2 separate regions of the Nothobranchius furzeri genome follow, and region 2 is linked to region 1. A link is a contact called in public Hi-C data. All regions are on one chromosome and are shown on one strand. Each heading gives the region's core, a stretch centred on a gene start, on an enhancer-like site or on the middle of the called end of the contact. The rest is flanking DNA. Distances are from core to core; before and after follow the strand shown.

Evidence for each region. A called contact is a pair of places that touch in the nucleus more often than the background predicts.
Region 2: a contact with region 1 is called in a Hi-C map of skeletal muscle, with 2.7 times the contacts expected there. The contact joins the enhancer-like site here to the promoter of mrpl33 in region 1. A contact is called at or near these places in 2 of 2 Hi-C or Micro-C datasets (skeletal muscle and tail fin).

Annotation. Positions count from the first base shown.
Region 1 is chr18:42,630,943-42,636,957 of NfurGRZ-RIMD1, forward strand. mrpl33 (mitochondrial ribosomal protein L33) reads left to right here and starts at 3,949. Exons shown (of 4, transcript XM_015975433.3): 1 at 3,949-4,078; 2 at 4,306-4,324; 3 at 4,396-4,502. The coding sequence starts at 4,057.
Region 2 is chr18:42,820,177-42,826,933 of NfurGRZ-RIMD1, forward strand. It overlaps fosl2 (FOS like 2, AP-1 transcription factor subunit), which reads left to right. Exons shown (of 4, transcript XM_015975419.3): 1 at 1-670; 2 at 2,451-2,705; 3 at 2,781-2,888; 4 at 4,256-6,579. The coding sequence starts at 542. The coding sequence ends at 4,795. Among protein-coding and RNA genes, the nearest start is that of fosl2, 5.1 kb to the left of the region's middle. Within about 2 kb of position 1,570, at least 1 of the 3 cell types and tissues checked has an H3K27ac peak or open chromatin away from gene starts, as enhancers often do. A contact at or near this core is called in tail fin, where this site is marked.

The DNA of each region.
Region 1 (6,015 bases), core at 2,699-5,198:
TCTTCCAGGAAAGATGCTCATTGACCTTCACATTATCTGACAACAGCGCCATCATTTCATTGATTTGTGAATTGATCCTTCTTACGGTTTTTTTTTTTCTGTAAATGGGAAGTGGAAGTGCTTCAAAAACTCATCATTCATGGAAATGTTTTGGGCTGATTTTACAACAAGATGGCATAAACATATAAAGATGCTAATTAAAGAGAGATGGTGCAGCAGTTGGGGTGATGTTACGAGGACACCTGTAAAGGAAAACAAGGACGGGTTTAGTGTTGTGATTCACCATCATCCTCCTGTTTATCGCTCGGGAATCTGCTGCAGCCGCTGAAAAATGTTGAATCTGGGTGTTGAAGCTAGGGCAGCGACCTCACAGCAACATTTGTCTTTGACAGACTGTTTCCAGAGGTGGAAAGTAACGAATTACATTTACTCAAGTTACTGTAATTGAGTAGCTTTTTTGTGTATTTATACTTTTAAAGTCGTTTTTAAAATCTGTACTTTTACTTGAGTAAGTTTTTTTTTTAAAGAATTGTGATTCGCTACATTTTAAATCATATCCATTACTGAGTAAAAACAAATTGTAGGCTTAATAAATTAAAAATATTGTGTGTCGGAACAGAAAGAGACATCTGCATGAGCGCCGCGTCTAAACCGTGTGTGTGTGTGTGTGGGGGGGGGGGGGGGGGGATACACTTTAGATAATGAGGACAAGCAGCCATTTTTACCACTGTCTTGCCCAGAAACATCAGTTCAGTCCCTGTGATCCACTCGCTGTTTACCTCCTCTCTCCCTCCTCTCCTGTGGGTTGAAACCCGCACATTCGCGCTCCGGTGTTACATCATCAAAATTCTGCTCGGTTCGGTAGCCGGACTCGGTTCCGTGTTTGAAATGTGATTCCCCAACCGCTCCGCACAGCAGCGGCAAAATAACGTTTAGCCATGGACGTAATTTTCACTTTAGAAGTGGGGGGGGGGGGGGGGGGGGGCACGGGGGTCTTTACAGTATGCTCTAATGGGAGACAGGCTTCAACACAAACAATTGTTTTCCGCTTGGTCCTAGAGCTCAACCAGTGTCAATTTAATATAGCGTAAAATTGTTTTTGGATGGTAAAACGTGCAGGGGTCAAAACTTGACTTTGGAAAAAGTGGGGGGGGGGACATGTCCCCCCTGTCCCCCCCCAAAATTACGTCCATGCGTTTAGCGCTCATAACTAGCGGATTCTCAGCGTTTTGCGCACACGAGCGAATTGTAAACTGGCGTTGTGATTTTGCACTACTTAGATGTAGCCATCCTTACGCCGACAAAAATGTAACTAAGTAACTTTTACTTTGAGTACATTTTATGTACGATGTTTTTTACTTTTACTTGAGTAAAAATTTAGGCAAGTACTTTTACTTGTACTTGAGTAAAATATTGTCAAAGTATTGGTACTCGTACTTAAGTAGGACATTTCAGTATTCTTTCCACCTCTGACAGTTTCTTACGGTGGCTCAGGAGGCAGAGATTGTTGTCCAGCAGCCGGAGGGTTGTAGGGTCAGTTCTCCTGCCAGAGAATGCTGCTCATGTGTCCTTGGGCAAGACACTTCACCCACCCTGGCACCGGTGCTCGGCAGGCTCGCCTCTGCCAGTGCGCCCCAGGGCAGCGGTGGCTATCGTAGCTCATCATCACCAGCGTGTGAATAGGTGGATGACTGATTGTATTTTAAAGCACCTTGGGGGGTTGTAGAACCCTAAGAATGTGTAACGGTAATACAAATACAGGCCATTTACCGTTTACCAGACATGGATCATGACCCTAAAGGAGAAGAACTTGGGCCCATGAAACGAGCTTCCTCTTAGGGTGCTGAGGTGAGGAGGTCAGACTAGAGCTGCTGCTGCGTCTCCTCAAAAGGAGTCAGCTGAGGTGGTTCATGTTAAAAGGGATGCCTCCATGTCACCTATCTAGGGGTTTCACGGGCAACCCCAGTGGGAGGAGTCCTTCAAGTGAACTCAGAAGTCACTCCAGGGGCGTAGTAATCTCACACACCTTGGGATCCTAGAAGGAACTAGAGAGTGGGATGGACTCTCGGGGCTTCCCTACTGGACTTGTCGTCTCCATGATCTGACCCGACGGACGAACGGATACAAATGTCAAAAACAAATAAATCCGCAACAACATTAACTCTTTATTATATTGATCTTATTGTAAAAAAAAGTGTGACCAAAATATTTTAATTATTATTTAAAAACTTTGAGATCTTCTCTAGACCCCCCAGTAGGTGTTTGAAACCACTGATCTTATGGCCATTTTGAATTAGCTGCCACATTTTTCCTCTTTTTCTTTGTATTTTCTGTTTGAATAAACATTTTGATATCCGCTGAAAGTAACACCAATGTGTTTTTTACCCAGAGGAGCCGCTGACTGTGCTTCTCAAAGTTGAACCAAAACTTAAAACGTCTGGAAACAAAAACAGAAAACATGAAGAAGAAAGTCTCACTTTTCCTTCTATGAGAGATTATCTGAAGGAAGTAAATGGCAATCACAAAGAATTGGTGGGAATATCATGTTTGCAGAAAACTATTCAGACTCTTTTTGGCTTTTGGAACAATTTCCTCTGAGGACAAAAAACAAGTTATTCTGTCGAGGTCACACAAAGGTCACAAAGAGGACAAACATGAACCTGGTGAAAATACCACCATTGTATTAGTCATGGTGAAACGCTTTAGAGCAGGTTAAAACTCTTGTTCCACCAACGTTTCAGTGTGGCCACAAGAAGGATATTGAGTTTCTGTTTTGTGAGGACTTGAGGGGATTTCCATGGTGACATTACTAGTTTCAGACCCACTGATCTTCTTTGAGAGACATTCTTTTAGCCAAGGTTTGGGACATTCCAGAGTCGACTTTGTCTGTTTCCTTACAGCCCAATAATGGAATCGGAGTCGCTTGCTCAAGGCTGCAGACAGGGCGACCGACAACGAGCATCACTTGGATTTTCCACGGTGGCTTTCATTGCTTTCTGTTTGTTTGACTGCAAGGAAATCCATTGGAGGATTTTTATCTTTCTAGCTTCTAGTTTGGCGGCCCGATTGTTAGACATGCTTGTAATTTGCTCTTCTGACAGCTGCTGTTAAATTTCAGAGAAAGAATAAATAAAATAAAGAACTAAAGATCAGTTCCTCTTTATAGAACAGAAAGCCATGTTTGCGCAAAAAAGAGATGCTTCTGATGCAAGAGTCTTTGAGCTTGGCATTTTTGTGATTGGCTGTGTAAAGAATTCTGTTGCCTTTTATTAAAATTTCCAGCAACTTTTTGTGTTTCAGCCACCATCTTTAAAAAAACTTAGTAATTGTTACGAAAACACAACAAAGATGAATAGAATTTTTTGTGAATTACTAGGGCAGGAAAAGCTAAATAATGTGAAAAAAAATCTTTTAAATGATCAAAATAAAATAAAATAAAATAAAATAAAAAAAGACCCGATGCTTCTCTAATTTTCTCATATTTTGTTTTTACACATGTCACATGTTTAAAATTGGATTTAAATCAGCTTGAAGAAAATTGAAAATACAAAGAAATCAAAAGTGATGAAAAAAATTAAACATGAAGGTTAAAATAATATCTAATTAATCAGCGAAAAGATGATTATTCTTTAATCCCTTTTGTCAGATCTTTAAATTATTTTTCTGCTTTTGAATATAAATGTTTTTAGACCCTGTCCATCTATTGCATGCATGCTTTTTCTGCCTGCCACCTCCTATTTTCACTTCCACTTGGCAACTTCGGCCATTTGATTAATTTGCACATCATTCTGATGATCTGGTCAGAAAATAAGAGAAAATCCATTAAATTTATAAACTGTGCACTTTTAAATATATATTGAAAGCCTGGAGTACTGAACAAGACTAAATCATAAAAAAATAATGTTCGCGCCATATTTAATACAAACGTTTCTGGTACGCTGCGCCTTTAAGAAAAACCGGAAGTACTTTTATTTGACCTGGAAAAACAAATTTTCAATGTGACCCGTTCGTTTTGCGTTTTATAGCTTTATTCGAAAACAAGTAGAAACCTACAAAATGTTTCTTACAACCGTAAATTGTGAGTATCCAAGGCACTTAACGAATACTTTAGAGTATCCGCTAACATAGTCGGTTCTGTGTGTTTAATAAAACTAGTCGCGCTGCTTTAGCTGGATTGTAGCTTGTGGCTAGCTACTCTCGCTTCGCTCCTTTGCTTTCCAACATGCGTGGGAGGTTGATAGTCAATAAAACAATTGCAGCATTTGAGTCTGACTGCTTTGTAACGTGTTATCTTCTCTCTTTCAGTGGCAAAAGCCAAATCTAAGTAAGTGAAGCGTCTGAATAAATTTCAGTTGGATCGTTGTGAAATGGTCACTAACGTTCTTCCTCCCCCAGGACCATCCTGGTGCAGATGGTCAGTGCTGCTGGGACAGGATACTTTTTCAACACCAAGAGGAATCGACTGAAAGAAAAACTGGTGCTACGTAAACACGATCCGTTTGGTGAGATTAAAATAATAAGAGCTGAACACAACTCGTTTTTAAAATACAGTCAGAAGACTAGACTCAGGTGTTTCTGTGCCAATGCACCAACTCCTCACTAGCAATTATTTCACTCTATTAGCCCCTAACCGCATTTAAAAACGTATAACAGGCAAACATGCATTGAGGGAAATTAAGACAAGGTATCTTATATATCTTGAAACATAATTACTTTTTTACACGGCCCCCACTAAAAAAACTAAAACTATCAAGCTGTAGTATAGTGAAGTAATTTGCACACGAGCCTGAACTGTTTCTAATGAAGCTGTGTTAGCAACGAAGAGCAGTTTAGGATTTTGAGACCTGAGTTCTGACTTTCATGAATAAAAATAGTAAATTATAAATCAGAAAAACATTTCTTTTGTCGTGAAGTTTGACAGACTTACAAAATACCATAATTTATAATCAATTTTCGATTAAAATTGCCAAAAGCTTGTGCCGTTTTTAGAATTACGCATTCCAACAGGAACTGTATTTTGTCATGGAGACAATTCCAGTTGTTAAACTCGTTTTATTGTATTTCACTCAGCTGAAAATCATGATTATTTAATTCTGTCTGTGAAACATGATCTTAATCATCTCATAATTACAGTCATGAAGGTTAATGCAACAAACTCAGTGCTTCTACAGGGTGTCCGCGGGGTTTTAAAAAGTATTAAAAAGTGATAAATAAAAATAGTCAAATTTAAGGCCATTAAAAGTGTTAAATTTGGTCTCAGAGGTATTATTTTTTCCAAATTAGGTATTATTTTTTTCAGACTATCAGGTGTCATATTCTGAACATCGACATAGAAATATATTCCGAATGAAATGTTTTGAACGATTATAAAAATAAAACAAGCCGATTATTTGCTCCTCCCACTTGAGCTGCCCTGAGTTACAAATGAAGCGCTCCGTTGCCAACTTAGCGACTTTGACGCTATTTCTAGCAGCTTTTCAGACCCCCTTCTTGGCTTTTTAAATCTTAAAAGTACCTAGCGAACACCTCAGAAACATCTCTGGTAACCCTTAGCTACTTTCTGGATAACTGTCGACGACATTTCCTGCTGCAGGTTAGCTAAACACTCCGCCTGCGCTCCGGACCGTTCTTCAGGACATTAGGAAAGGGAATGATGTAGTGATGTGTCAGTCGCTAAAGAAAAAGCTCTCGGAGCCGGCTCCCTGTTGGGGTAACCAGAGTGAGTGACACACACACCGTACCTGCGGGCTCCTGAGCCACTAAAAACGGCTAAATGTGCGCGTGCGGCGTGCTAAACACACGTGCAGCTTGCCCACGATTGCTGTGAGACCGGGTTGGTGGGTGGGGGGTGCAGCTGTGGTTGGGACAATTATTACATTAACTGATGGACTTGTAAATAAATAGTTTATAAATCAGGTAGAAATAAGTTCCTCACGTTGATAACTAATCTCTCTGAGGACACGGTGCTAGTGCACTCTCCTACAGCACCTTGACACGACTCAATAAATGTTATGC
Region 2 (6,757 bases), core at 320-2,819, 190 kb after region 1:
GTCGCGCTTCTTCATAGTGCCATTGAAGTGAGTCATCTCTAGGAAGTGGGGTGAAAAGGGAAAGAAAAAAAGTTCGAAGTGTTCCGTGAGCAGCAGAGGTCTCGGAGTTCGAGAAGACGGGAAAGCGGCGGAAAATATTCAAACGATTCAAAACAGACTCGAGTTTTTAAAGCCAGCGATCACCTGCGTGAGTCACTCTGACTTCTGGATCCGAAGGTGCGCTGCTGACCCTAACTTCAAGTTTGCGCACCAGAGACGATCTTTACTAGTGCCGTCTGGGATCAGAACCATAAAAGCACAACGTCTTTACGCACAGGGCTGCTACAAAACACAACTCGTAACGTACATCATCATGTTTTAGGGCAGAATTGCACTTTTCCACCAATCTTTCTTATTTCTTCTTGGATATTTTAATTAAAAACGTCTGAAATCAAAGGAATTTTCTCGTTGGTGCCTTTTCGTTGCGAGGAATTTCACGATTTAAAACAGAAAAGGCTCCAGAGCTCAAGCGGTCTACGGAAACCTTCCTCCGTCCCGGATCATGTACCAGGACTACTCCGGAAACTACGACACCTCCTCCCGCGGCAGCAGCACCTCTCCGGCCCAGCCAGAGTCCTTCACAAGCGGCAGCAGCACGATCGGAAGTCCGATCTCTACCTCAAACTACCAGGTAACGCAAACATGGCTGCTCTAGGTGCGCAGCCTCTTGGGAAATGTGTTTAAATTGTGTTTCAGTGGCTCGCCACTTCCCAACATAGGGAGTTCATTTATGCTCGGATTTCACGTTGAGTTTCTGTCACACAGCTTGTTTGTGTGGCTGATGTGGAAAATGTCGCCGATGCGCGTGGAAGTGACGAAAAATGTGGATTTTACGCACCCAAATGAACCATTTATCCACAAGAATCAAACGGGTTGTTGGTCAAATGCATCCGTTTGTGTGTTTTGTTCGCAAATCTGTGCAGAAAAAAACGCAACATGAAATTCTGTGCATCTGATATCCAGATGTGAGAATGTTTCTGTCGCTCTGGTGCGTTTGCGGCACATTCGTGCTCTTTTTTCGATTGCGACCATTTTAGTCTTGCGTGCAAGGATAAACATCCTGAAGATAATTCACCTCCACACCTCACGGGCTGTACCAAGCAGGAGACGCAGCTCAGCCTGGAAGCAACAGGCGGGATCAGCCCAGACCAGCAGTGGGCTCAAACGAAAGCTGGCGGATATGTTTACGTTATTGATGCTGAAACATCCGGTCACGGGCTGGATGGATGGTCTGATTCGACCAGACAGCTCTCGGGCCGTGCATGGCACATTTCCTCCAGCGGGAAGCGCGCGCTTAGACCCACAACAGCGCCATCAAAAGCCCACACTTCCTTACTGAGGAAATGCCAGCTTGGTGAACCAAACCCTCCACTTCACAGGGAGTGTTGGAACGTGACGAGTGTTTATTCCCAAAAGTAGGATCTGAATCCGGGAACATGCCGTTTCCCCACGCCCCAGTCTTGGTACATTCTCTGGAAACGCGTCAGGCGCGCGCTGCATTACTGTAAACGACTTTTGGCCCGAACCTTCGGTTCTGTGTAATCATTCACTCAGAGCTCATGACTGCGCGCCGGAACAGGACACCCCCCATCCCGAAACAACACTTTATTACACCTGCAGGAATGCTATCACGCTCAAAGTGTTTAGGAATATTCACAACTCCCAGATCCTTCTCCAGAACGCGTTTGGGTAATTCTTCTGCTCCTCATATCCATTAACTGTCCCAGCTCGCGGCCGCCTCCTCATGATTGGAACCGAGAGAGATTCACGTGCTGAACGAATCCTGAACACAATGAGTCACCAGATAAACAAAGTTCCAGCAGACCGCCGGGATATCCGACGGAAAGTCGGGAATTACGCGCAAGGACGTGCGTACATTTGGAACGTGCGTGTGTTTGATTGTGCTCAAAACACAAAGTTTATTCATTTAATTTAGCCTCAGATCAACTATAAACCACAGTTTAACCTGACTGTAGGGAAAGTTTCACATATGTTCTTTAGAAAAGTCAAAAGTGAGCAGAAGGGTACAGATTTGGGTTGAAAGGAGAGGTTCTCCAGTCCAGGCCACTGGTTCCGGGCCTGTTGTAGTGAAATGAGATGAAGTGGACACCTTGGGCTTTCCCACATGATTCACAGCATGTGTCATTGTCCCTCTCCAGGGGTTCCAGTCCATGACGATTGAATCATTACTATAAAATGTGGGAAATGTGTGAATGTGGTAATGGTGGGTGGCGGTGGAGGTGACACTGAGTTTGAGCTGTGAGCTACACAGACACTAAGATGCTTATGGGATTAAATAGCGTCCTTTAGCTGCTCACCAGTTCCCCAGTTTTGGATCATTCCCCCCTCCACTGTGCATCCACGCCCCCTTTTTCCTGTTTCTCATCAGCTGCTTGTGTCTGTTCTTGCAGAAGTACAGGGTTGACATGCCCGGCTCCAACAGTGCCTTCATCCCAACGATAAATGCAATCACAACCAGCCAAGACCTGCAGTGGATGGTGCAGCCGACCGTCATCACCTCCATGTCCAACCCCTACTCCCGCTCGCATCCGTACAGCCATCACCTGACCAACGGGCCGGGGCTGCTGGCCCACAACGCCCTGGCTCGGCCCGGGGTCATCCGCTCCATCGGCGACGCCAGAGGTCGCCGCAAAAGGGACGAGCAGGTGAGAGACGCCCGAAAGTTTTCACACGGATGTCAGACGTCTTATTTAAAATAACGCCTCTGTTGTTCTGCGCAGCTCTCCCCAGAGGAAGAGGAGAAGAGACGAGTGAGGCGTGAGAGGAACAAGTTGGCCGCAGCCAAATGCCGCAACCGCCGGCGAGAGCTGACAGAAATGCTGCAAGGGGTGAGTTTAGAACCTGGAACCAGAACCTTTCTGTCTTCTACACCACGTTCAGTCATTTCCTAACAGAACGAGCTGAATTTAAGCAACACGAGGCTCAAAAGGCAGATTTGTGCTGAAAGTCTGAGCTCCACTCTTGCTTTTACAACCCGGTTTGACTCTTAAGTGCGAGGTCTGAGCGAGGAGCTGACAGGTGCTGAAAAGCTTTTTGTCTCGGCCAGCTGCAGACAGAGGTCGGGCTGTCTCACGGCTCACAGACAGCAAAGGCATCTAAATGGGCTAATTAGTGGAATTACTGTGAGGTTTGAGCTTGTCTGGTCATAAAGAACAAAAAAACTGGAACGGAATGTGCTGTAGGCAGCCGTCTGCATGAAAACAGGGTGTTTCGTGAAGGAGGACGCCGCTGGTGGAGACGCTCTGCGTCTAAGATCTCCACTTCCATCCTTCCTAACATCAAAATCCGGAAGAGGAGCAGAAATTTCAGGAGAAACTCGGCTTCAGTGTTTACTTTTCCCTGGACTGATCCCAGTCGACGCTTACGTCACACCTCTTTGCTCCTGTTGAACAACTTCCTCGTACCTTTGCCCTTGAGTCAAAGTTCTCAGACAGCACGTCGGCTTTATCTCACTTGATTGGACGACGCGCTGCAGAAGTGCATCTAATTCCTCCTCCAACACACAAACAGTCATCCGGCAAACTCGGGCTGCAGGGTGACATGCTGGGCGGGGTGAGACGCCAGCAAACCCTGCCCTCTGTGGGATCTCTGGGGAGTCGCAGACAGTCTGCTGCTCGTTTCATCAGATTTAAAAACAAAAAGTTCAAATAAAAACTGGCGGCAGCAGATTATTCATCTCATTTTTTATAAAAGTGTTGAAATCTGGAGCTAGAACGCCTCTGAAACACGCAGAATGAGTCACAGAGGAGAAAACATCTTCGATGTTCTGGAGAGCCTTCAGAACACGTCTTAGTCCGTTTATCTAAACGAGCTTTAATGCAGGAAAGCTGATGAATAAAACTCAGAAAGATTTCTTTTAAAAATGCAGAAAAGTTTAATAATCAGCCTCGTGGACGAAGAAATCGGGTTAAAAACGAATAAATGTAAAATTTCTGTATAACAAAAATGAAGATTTTCTTATTAAAACATAGAAATCACTTGTTTTATGAGACGTTACGATCTGAGGCACCATTCTAGTCTTTAGATTTAAAAATCTCTTTAAAATTTCTGCATTGTTTACGTTCTGTTTGTTTTTAATTCATCTTTATTTTCTTTTTTTGTGCTTTTTATTCCAGATTTGGCTGATTTCTAGTTTTTTACAGACTGCTCTCTTCCCGAGCGCCCCTCGAGCTCACGTGTTGTTTTTACCCAACAGGAGACGGAGAAGCTGGAGGAGGAGAAGGCGGACCTGCAGAAGGAGATCGAGAGCCTCCAGAAGGAGAAAGACAAGCTGGAGTTCATGCTGGTGGCCCACAATCCCGTGTGCAAGCTGCCCATGGATGAGCGCCACCAGCCGCAGCAGTGCGCCCCCCTGCCGCTCACCATGCGCCCCAACATGAGCTCACGGGCTCATCTGAGCCAGGTGGTGGTGAAGCAGGAGCCCGAGGACATGGAGGAGGACAAGGTGGGCAAACCTCAGCGCTCCGTCATCAAGCCCATCTGCCTGGGGGGCGGCGGCATCAGCGGCGGGATGTACTGCCCGGACGGAGATAGCCTGAACACGCCGGTGGTGGTGGCGTCCACTCCAGCTGCCACGCCGAACGCCCCCAACCTCATTTTCACCTACCCCAACATGATGGAGCCCGAGAGCCCGTCGCCCTCCTCCGAGTCCTGCTCCAAGGCTCACCGGCGCAGCAGCAGCAGCGGCGACCAGTCGTCCGACTCCCTCAACTCGCCCACGCTGCTGGCGCTTTGAGCTTTTTGGGGCAAACGCCAACACTGTGGCCGAACCCTGCCCCCCACCCCCCCACCCACCCCAGTGTCTTAGAGCACATGTTAAAGTCCAGACAGTGTGAGCCGAGGGGACGGGGACCCACAAGGGCTATGCCGCGCTCCCGCTCCTCGAAAAGACATCAACCACTTCTACTCCAGAGTGTCGACCTGTCCACCGCCGCGTCTGCAGAAAGACGGCGCCGGTGCGACCGAAGCCAGAGAACCTCCTAATATATAAAGAATATATAATAATATATATTTTTGAAAGCATGGAAGCAAAGCCATGTGGCTCAACGACACTTGCACTCTGCCGAGACCAATCGGACGGTAAACGACGGAGCGAGGCCGGCGCCGTTCCGGGATTTCCGAGGAGAGACTTTGGATGAGGCGGGAGCGCGCTCCTGCTGCGACCTCCATCATCTCGTTGTATTTATGGCCCGTGCTGGTTGTCCTCTCCTTTTTAAACCTGCCTGTAGAAAAGCAGCGTGCTCGTCTGCCGGGCGCCGCCTCCGCGTCGCTCGCCGTCGAGCCGGTCGGCGACCAGCTCCTCAGTACTTTCTGTTTTTGCCGTAGTGGCTTGAATTTACGGTAGTCTTGTGTTCTTTTCCCAAGTGATTCGACGTTTTTGTTTTTTGTTTGGACAAAGTGTACGTGATTTACATGGATGTCAGGGATTCCCTCTCCTGTGTTCAGTGGAAACTCGTCGTGACGAGTGTTTGCAGGACTGCTGGCTGTTTCAGGTGGTACTTTTTTGATTGCATTGCCTCGCTGCGTCGTCTTTTTGCTCAGACATTTCATAAAGTTTGGACACATCCCTCCTCCTGCTTTGTTCCCTGAGCAAACTCTGTTATTTTTTTGTATTTCCCCCTGCCTCTCACAGGCAGATCAGGTTTCTAAGAGCCACAAACAGCTTTTCTACGCCGGTGTTTCGTCAGTCTTTGTCTAAAACGGAGGGATTTTGGCCAAACTTGAAAACAGCCACGTTGGTCCAGACTGCCGCCAGCTGCCAAATGATGTCAACCCTGTTTCTACGGTGTTTGTAAATCTGTCACTTTTAGTAAAGAAATGATGTTTAACTTCTGCTCAGATGTGCTGATCTCTGGGTGCACGAGGTACCGACCGGATCCTAGCCAGCGCTTTTTAGACGAAGGGACGAAGAAGACTTTTTCTGCAGCTGGCCTGACGTGAAAGAGTGAACACTTTAGGGAACTTATCGGCTGTTGTTTGTATTTTTTAAGGAGGTTAAAACGAAGCGCACTGAAACAGACGGAGCAGCCATACCGGAGATTCTTTGTTTACTCGAGAGAAAGAGTCCAACTTCAGGGGTTTTTAACGGAAGCCGCCATCTTTGATTGAACCTTTTTTAAACGTTTCACGTTGCGTCGGATGCAGAAACCACATTGTGCAAGCTGCTGATACTTGTTTAAAAGGAACAGGTGGGCTGTTTTTGATTTGACGTGACTCCGTGTTTAATATTGTGACACGTCGAGGGGAGCCGTTATTCCAGCGTTGAGAGATGAGAGGAAAACCAAAACCATCTGTTTGTCGGAGCGTTTTAACGCCCCTGGACGCTCGTAGAAAAGCCGTCGACGGTAGATCATCTACCGTACGTGTCATCAGCCGTCTGTCGCCCGTTCAGCTACTGTTTCTTCTTTTTCCCAAATGCTTTACCTGTTTAAAATGATTCAAAACGAATAAAAACAGCAATATGTATAGCAGTGTTTGTTAATTTAAAAACAGTAATAATAAAATAATTTTCAAGTTGGAGAAAGTATTTTTTGTTTTTATTGTTCTAAAAAATCACAAAGAAAGTTTAATTTTATTTTATTGTTGATGATTTTTTTCTACACTGTAAAACATTTTGTGTTTCGGTTCATTTATCTTCAGAACTTCAGAGCTTTATTAACAAATGATAGATGGAAACATTATTTTAAATATGTTCAGG